Regions from separate parts of the Sus scrofa genome. Here region 2 is linked to region 1. A link is a contact called in public HiChIP or PLAC-seq data. All regions are on one chromosome and are shown on one strand. Each heading gives the region's core, a stretch centred on a gene start, on an enhancer-like site or on the middle of the called end of the contact. The rest is flanking DNA. Distances are from core to core; before and after follow the strand shown. Region 1 holds the start of PTGIS (prostacyclin synthase). Region 2 holds the start of SPATA2 (spermatogenesis-associated protein 2).

Region 1 (3,699 bases), core at 1,136-3,635:
AGAGGGAAAAGAAAGCTGCCACCTATTCAGATTATGGAATATTACACAGAAGATCAAAATAATGAATCAGACCACCACGTAGCAACACGGATAGATGTCAAAATTAAAATCTGGAGTGAAAACAGCAAGGGTACAGTCTGAAAACAACTCTATAGAGAGCTTCTAAAAAGCCTGACAACTTAGGAAAAACAATTCATTTCTCCGTAGGGTCACTTATCTGATGCATTTATTCTTTTTCGTTTTCAATTTTTCCAGGCAAGTGATTGAATGCATGGCTTTAAATCTCACCTGGAAAAGTGTCTGGCTCTTAAAGAAAAATATCGTGAGCTCATTGTTTAGAAATTCACACTAATACACTGTTTAAAAATAGTTTCCAGAAAATTTCTGGAATTTTCTGACACTGATTAAATGCACACACACGCATTAACACACACTTCCACTGCCCTGTCTTATCTACGGACTAACGGGCTTAACGTCTATGTGCATAAAAGTAATTCTCTCAAGAGCTGGGAGGCTGAGGAGTTATGACAACCAAAGGCAGTGAGGTACCCTGGATGGGATCCTGGCACAGAAAGAAGATGTTAGGGGAAAAACTGATGAAATTCAAATAAAGTCTGGAGCTTGATTAATTCTAACAGACCAGCGCTGGTTTTTTAGTTTTAATGACTGTTCCATGATAACGTAAAACGTTAACAGTGGTGGAAACTGTGTGAGGGGGTATCTGGGAACTCTTTGTACAACTTTTCTGTAAATATAAAACCAGTCTAAAATTAAAAAGTGTACTTTAAAAAAGCTCTGGAAGGTTCCTCCCAAATTAATCAACAGGAGAGGTCCAGAATTATCGGAAGCCTGGTTAGAAGGGCTTCAGTCTTATCTATAATGCGATAAATGTTCGTTTTAAGTCAAATGTATTCCTTGTACAATTCAAATTATTTCATTTTATTTTATTTTGCTTTTTAGGGCCGCACCCTTGGCATATGGAGGTTCCCAGGCTAGGGATCTAATCAGAGCTGTAGCTGCCAATCTACACCACACCCACAGCAACGCCAGATCTGAGCGGCGTCGGCGACCTACACCACAGCTCACAGCAATGCGGGATCCTTAACCCACTGAGCCAAGCCAGGGATCAAACCCGCAACCTCATAGTTCCTAGTCGGATTCGTTTCCGCTGCGCCACAACGGGAACTCCTCAAATTATTTTTTAAAACCATTTTATAAAAAGCAAAAGACCTATTGCCATTTGAGACGGATGGGTCTTAGTGTTTCTCCTAAATCACAGATTCTCAATGGGGCAGGAGAACCTCTGCGCCTAGGAAGCTGAGACATCTGGTCGGGTTCTACTGTGTCCAGGCTATGGAACCTCCGCAGAAGGGAGACCCCTTTGTGGGCCTGAGTTCTCAGGCACAGGGAAATACTGAGCCTTCCCAGCCCCTTCATCCAGGTCAGGCAGGGCCTCTGCCTACCACCCCTGCCTCAACTCTGCCATCCGTGCAATGGGAATGAGGAGCAAGGCTGATACAGAGTTGATCTCGAGTTGGTGCGGCATCCAGGTGGAGGCCGGGAGTCACGCCCAACCTGTCCGCACCCACTCCGCACCTGTGACTCTCGGTTCCCACCTGAAACCCCTTCGCTGGTCCCTGGCCTCGCGCTCTGGGCCAGGACCTGACTTCACTTCTCGCCCTCGGGGGCCCCTGTTCCCGCACCTTCCCACGAGCGTCTCCCAACTTTATGCCCTCTCGGCAACTGCCGCTCGGCCGGGCCCGCGCCCCGGGGCCGGGAGCAGCGCGGGAACCCCTCGGGCCGGGGGGCTGCACTCCCACCTCTGAAGGGCTCGCCCGGGGCTGCAGGGGACCCTGTCCTATTGCGGGAGTGGGGCATGGGGCTCCGGCGCCGGCCTGCCGCTGTCTCGGCGACCCCCTCGCTGCAGCCGGGTTGCGGCCGGGAGCCGAGAGCCGCGACGCCCCCTTTGTCTAGCCCCGGGCAGAGCGAGCCGGGCGGGGGGCACTCACCGCGTGCGCCGGCGGGTCAACAGCAGCAGCAGCAGCAGCAGTAGCAGCGCGGCCAGGAGGCCGAAGACCACGGCCCAGGACATGGCAGGACCGGCGACCGGGCTGCCGCGGCCGAGCGCGGGAAGCTGCGGGTCTGCCTCAACGGCCACGCGGGCCTAGTCCCGAGGCCGACCCCCCTCCCCCTGGCCCCGCCCATCTGCCTGGGGGCGGGGCGGAGCGGGGCGGGGCCTGCGATCCCTCCCAGGTCGGAGGGTGGACAGGGGCTCCCGCCGGACGGGCTCTAAGGCGCTGGACTGAGAAAGGGGTGGGGGGCGTATGTGTGGAAAATGTGGACACGCTGGAGAGGAGATGTGGGTTTGAGGGGAAGGAGGAGGATGTAGAGGACGGGAGGAGTGATGTAGGAGAAGGGGTTGGGGGATGTACAGAGAGGGCTGGGTGGGGATTTGGGGAAGAAAAAGGAAAGGAATACGGGGAGGCGGAGGGGAATGGGGATGGAGAAGGAAGTGTGAGGATGGAGGCTACGTGGTGGGGGAGGAGGGATTGTGGCGGGCCTTGGACTCCCCGACGTGCCACCTGAGCCGTCCCCACACTCTGCCCCCCGCCCCCCGACACCGACGCATCCCTGCCCCAGAAGGACTAGAGACCATTCGTTTTCTATGCTGTTGGTCTGGGAGGGATGGAGTTGGACCGGACCTGGCTCTGAGTACCCCAGCCTCAACTGCTGTGAGGGACACACCGATGATGTGAAGCGCCCAGATCTGTACCTGGAGCGCGGCAGGGGCTCGGAATATAGTGGCCATTGTCACAGTTATCTGGCACTTAGGATGCTGGGCTCTGGTGCTAGTGGCTCTGCAAGAGGCCACCCCTGGCTGCTGGTGAGAACCTGGGCTCCCAGCTGGAAGGCCTGGAACCCACCACTTAGCACCCCTTCCACACACCCCACCCTCATTTACACCTGGGAATCCTCCACCAGGGAGCTTACCTCTGGGAGCTTACCGCCGGTTTCTTAAATCACAGTTGTACTTTGCCTTAAGGGGTTTCTCTGAAGGATTGATGAGAGCGTGTCAGCAAAGGGAATTGCAAACTATGAGTGCTGGGCACATGTGAGGGTTTTTTGGGTTTTGTCTTTGGGTTTTTTTCCAAGATACAAGATGGACTTTTTCCATGGAGGCAGTCTGAGTACAATTTTAGGCTAGTTAACCTATCTCACCGTCGTTTCATAGAGAACATACTGGAAAAGAAATCCCATCAAACATCCTTCAGCCTAAGGTGGTGCCCCTGGATGCTGGGCACATGTGCATTTTGTGAGACAGTGGGCAGAGCGTGGAGCTGGGACCCAGGAGGTCTGATTCTAATCCTGTGACTGCCACTCTCTGCCTGGTGAATTCAGGCACAGGTTTCATTTCATCTTACCCATTGCCCCCTGGACGAGCTGTTACTCCTTGCTGGTCTCCTGGCTTCAGCCCTCATCTCTCTGCAGTCCGTTCTCCCTGCTGTAGTCAGAAGGAGCCTGCTAGAAACGAAGTCAGATCTTCCACCTGAATCCTGCTCAGAACCCTCCAGGGCTCCACCTCACTCAAAACACAACCCAAGTCCCTACAGGTTCCTGTTAGAACCCTGGCCTGCCCCCTCCTGCCCTTGCTTCCTCGACTTCATGTCCTCCCACTCCCTGCCTCGCCCTCTCTGCTCC
Region 2 (3,941 bases), core at 27-2,526, 300 kb after region 1:
CAACAAGGGGAGCTCAGTTCAACCCCCTCCACCTCCGCAGCCACTCCTCTGCACTCATTCCAAGCCAGAGGCCCCTGAGACACATCCCAACCAGTCTTCCACTCGTTGTGAAACGCCAGAGGGTCCCCACACCCCAACTCGATTCCAGGCAAATTCAGAGAGGGCTTCCAAACCTCTGAAAATAACCTCAGTGAAGCTGAAACCGGGCTCCCTCAGTGGCAGCTGCCACCCTCAAAGGGGCTCTAAAGGAACCAGGGTCCCCTCCCTGCAGAGGTCAGAAGCTGGCGGCTGCTATTCCCAGCCTGATAATTCCCACAGCCTCTTAGGGCCACATCGTTGTGAAAAACATCCTAGTCCCTAACTCAGGCCCTCCGCACGGGTCTGTGAATGAATAACAGCAACTGTCATTTACTGGACGCCTGCTGTATGCCAGACTGCTTCACGTGCATCATCTCGCCTCGTCGCCACCACAGCCCTATAAGGCAGCTTCACTCCCCGTTTAACTAATTTTAGGCAGCTGAGACTCAGAAGATAAAGTGACTTGTCCAAGGTCACAGAGTGAGTACAAACCCCAGAGCCTGCCTCCAGAGCCTGGGCTGAGGACCACTGCGCGGTAACTGCCTCACGGTGGAATCGGGGTGTCCTGCTGCTGTTAGTCGCCGAAGAAGGGGTGTTTCTCCTGACTGCCCGGAGCCACCCATGGCCGGTCGCAGGAGTCTGAGAGCCAGCCCGTGCCGGAGAGACTGAGGATCCTGAAGACTACTAGCTGAAGGGCCCAAAAGGCGGGCCGGCCCGTCGGCCCCGACGGCCGCGAAGGGACGAGGCTCCCGGGCCGGCCGAGCCCCGCCGAACAGGCGCCCCCTCCGCCCGGGAAAGCCCCAGAGGCCGTTTCCGCCCCGGCCGCCCCGCACTCACCCCGGCACTGCAGCCGAGGACGCCCCGGACGAGGGGAGCAAGAAGGAGCCGCGGCCGCCGCCGGAGCCAGGCCCGGCTGGGCTCTCGCCGCTCCGGCCGGCTGCAGGGGACCGAGACCAGTACCCCGGGGCCGCGGCGACCCGGAAACACTCAGCTAGGAAGTGACGTCTGTCGGAGGCGGGTCCAAATGGAGGCTGTGCTGCGGCTGCGCGCTGGGCCGGGCAGAAGCCGATACCCGCCCGCGGCGGAGGAAGAAGTGGAAGGCCGAAGAGTGAGTAGAGAAGCCGCGGAATCCTGCTTTAGGGTCTGAAGGACCGCTACCGCGTCTCGGGCTCGGACCCGGAAATAAACGGACAGGAAGTGACGCAACCATCGGCCCGGGAAGGTGGCCGGCCAGGTTGTCATGGGAACCGGCCTGGAGCCGGGATAGGATTGCTCAGCTGCAAGCGCAGACTGCCTCCACCTCTCGGACTTTCCCCTTGCAGAGACGATCTGCGAACTGAACTCCCAGCTGCGCCTGGGCAGGAGCTGACGGTTGGATCCCTCACCCCCATTGTACAGGTGGACATGCCGTAGGCTTCGAAAAAGTGAGGAGTTCCCTGGTGGTGCAGCGAGTTAAGGATCTCGGGTTGCCACTGCTGTGGCTCGGGTCGCAGCTGTGGCGTGGGTTCGATCCCTCGCCCCGGAACTTCTGCACGACCCCCCCCCCAAAAAAGTAAGTCTGATGCCCAGTATCATGCGAGACTGAACTCATCCTTGAGAGGACTGTTGATGCAGGGTGTGTTTAAGAGTGAGGGGGGAGTTCCCCCTTGCGGCCCAGAGGGTTAAAAACCGGACTAGTATCCATGAGGATGTTGGTTCCATGCTTGACCTCACTCAGTGGGTTAAGGATCTGGCCTGGGCTTAGGTGGGAACTGCAATGATTGGGATCTGATCCCTGGCCAGGAGCTCCAGTAGGGCGGCCAAACAAGGGAAAAAAAGAAAAAAGAAAAAAAATGGAGGTCCCGTTGTGGCACAGCAGAAAGGAATCCAACAAGTATCCATGAGGATGCGTGTTTGATTCCTGACCTTGCTCAGTGGGTTAAGGCTCCAGCATTGCGGTGAGCTGTGGTGTAGGTTGCAGATGCAGCTCAGAGATGCAGCTCGGATCCTGCATTGCCGTGACTGTGGTGTAGGCCGGTAGCTGTAGGTCCCATTGGACCCATAGCCTGGGAACCTCCATATGCCTCCGTGCGGCCCTAAAAAATAATGTATAAATAGTTTGTTTTTAAAATCTGGTTACTGTTTAAGAAAATGATTAAATTCTGCCCTCAACTTCCCTAAATGGAAGCCAGTGTTAGGAAAGATCGAGCCAAAATATTGCCTCCTTGCTTCGTGACTTTTTTCCAGACATCTTCAGTATAGACCACACTGGCATCAACACTGGTGGCTTGTCACTTCACTTCATGGATCTGTCTCCCACCATGTTGCTCTGAGCTCTGGTTTTGTGGTTCACCCCTGCTCTAAATCCTTGTGCTTGCAAAATACCTAGCACATACTCAAGACTTTGTTGATCGTATCTGCCATTGAACAGCTCGTTCTAACTTAGCCTCTTAATGAAGACTAAGAGCCCACTCTATGCTAGGTTCTCTTTCCCTAACATGGTCTTGGCTCTTGGCACTTACCATGCTCTTCTGCCCCTCTGGCCTCTGTGCCTCTATATTGCTGTTCCCTCAGTACAAATGTTCTTCCTTTCCCCTCTTCCCTTCCTTGCTTTCTTGGCTTCCAGCCCCAGCTCAATCCACGCATCCTTTCTGAAACTTTCTCAGATTTCTGCAAGCAAAGACCTACCTTTCTCTGATTCTCCACAACTGCACTGTCTTTCATAATTTTTTTTGACTGTTTTTTTTTTTTTTTTTTAGGGCCCAAGGCATGTGGAAGTACTCAGGCTAGCGTTCAAATGGGAGCTATAGCTGCCAGCCTACACCACTGCCACAGCAGTGCCAGATCTGAGCTGCATCTATGACCTACACCACAGCTCACAGCAGCACCATATCCTTAACCCACTGAGCAAGGACAGGAATTAAACCCTAGTCCTCAGGGATACTAGTCGGGTTCGTTACCAGTGCACAACCACGGGAACTCCTGTCTTTCATAATATCATCTCAGCTCTTATCACAGTGGATTTTTACATAGGTTTAAACCTGACAACCCCCCCCCCCCAGAACACCTGGAGCTCTTTATTTATCTGTATTTCTCATGAGCTCTGCACACGTCTGATCAGGAGGTACCCAACAGATGTTGCTTGATGGCAGGATTCTCTCAGCCTTGGTGTCCCCAGTTAAAGTCAGTGGCTCTTGGCTCAGGAGTCCACAACCTAATATATGGAGGAACATTGGAGAACCAGCAACCTGCTATTCAAACAGCAGTAGTTACTACATTTATCCTTTGCTGTCTAGCACCACTTAAGGTCTTTGTGTATTTCAGCTTTTATCATCTCATGTTTAAACTCTTTTAATCACCTGTAAGGTGATGGTGTTTACAGGAATTCCAACTGAGGAAAACTGTTCCACCCAAACTCTTCCTTTGCAACAACTCAAAACTGTCCTTTGGGATTTCCCATCGTGGCTCAGTGGTTAACGAACCCAGCTAGTATCCGTGAGAACTCGGGTTCAATCCCTGGCCTAGCTTAGTGGTTTAAGGATCCAGCATTGCCATGAGCTATGGTGTAGGTCAAAGACAGGGCTTAGATCCTTCGTTGCTGTGGCTGTAGCATAGGCCGGCTGCTACAGCTCCAATTTGACCTCTAGCCTGGGAACCTCCATGTTGCCGTGGGTGCGGCCCTCAAAACCAAAAACTAAAACAGAACAAGAAAAAAAGCTATCCTTTGAAAACTCTTACAAGACTGCCTGAGGCTGCTAATAAGTCCCCTCCAGCTCTGTGGTTCTGTGACAGCCAAAAAACCAAACATTTTTAAGAAGCCTTTATAGGTAGGAAATGATTCTCGGTGACATTTCATATCAGAAAAATACCAGAGTCTCTGAAGA

What was found. HiChIP or PLAC-seq counts read pairs in DNA pulled down with a chosen protein or histone mark.
Region 2: an H3K27ac HiChIP or PLAC-seq map of skeletal muscle shows a contact between it and region 1, with 4 times the contacts expected there. The contact joins the promoter of SPATA2 here to the promoter of PTGIS in region 1. A contact is called at or near these places in 1 of 47 Hi-C or Micro-C datasets (omental adipose tissue) and 1 of 2 datasets of contacts at active chromatin or transcription factors (skeletal muscle).

What each region holds. Positions count from the first base shown.
Region 1 is chr17:51,198,130-51,201,828 of Sscrofa11.1, forward strand. PTGIS (prostacyclin synthase) reads right to left here and starts at 2,386. Exons shown (of 10, transcript XM_005654247.3): 1 at 2,010-2,386. The coding sequence starts at 2,092.
Region 2 is chr17:51,499,624-51,503,564 of Sscrofa11.1, forward strand. SPATA2 (spermatogenesis-associated protein 2) reads right to left here and starts at 1,277. Exons shown (of 3, transcript XM_021077959.1): 1 at 916-1,277.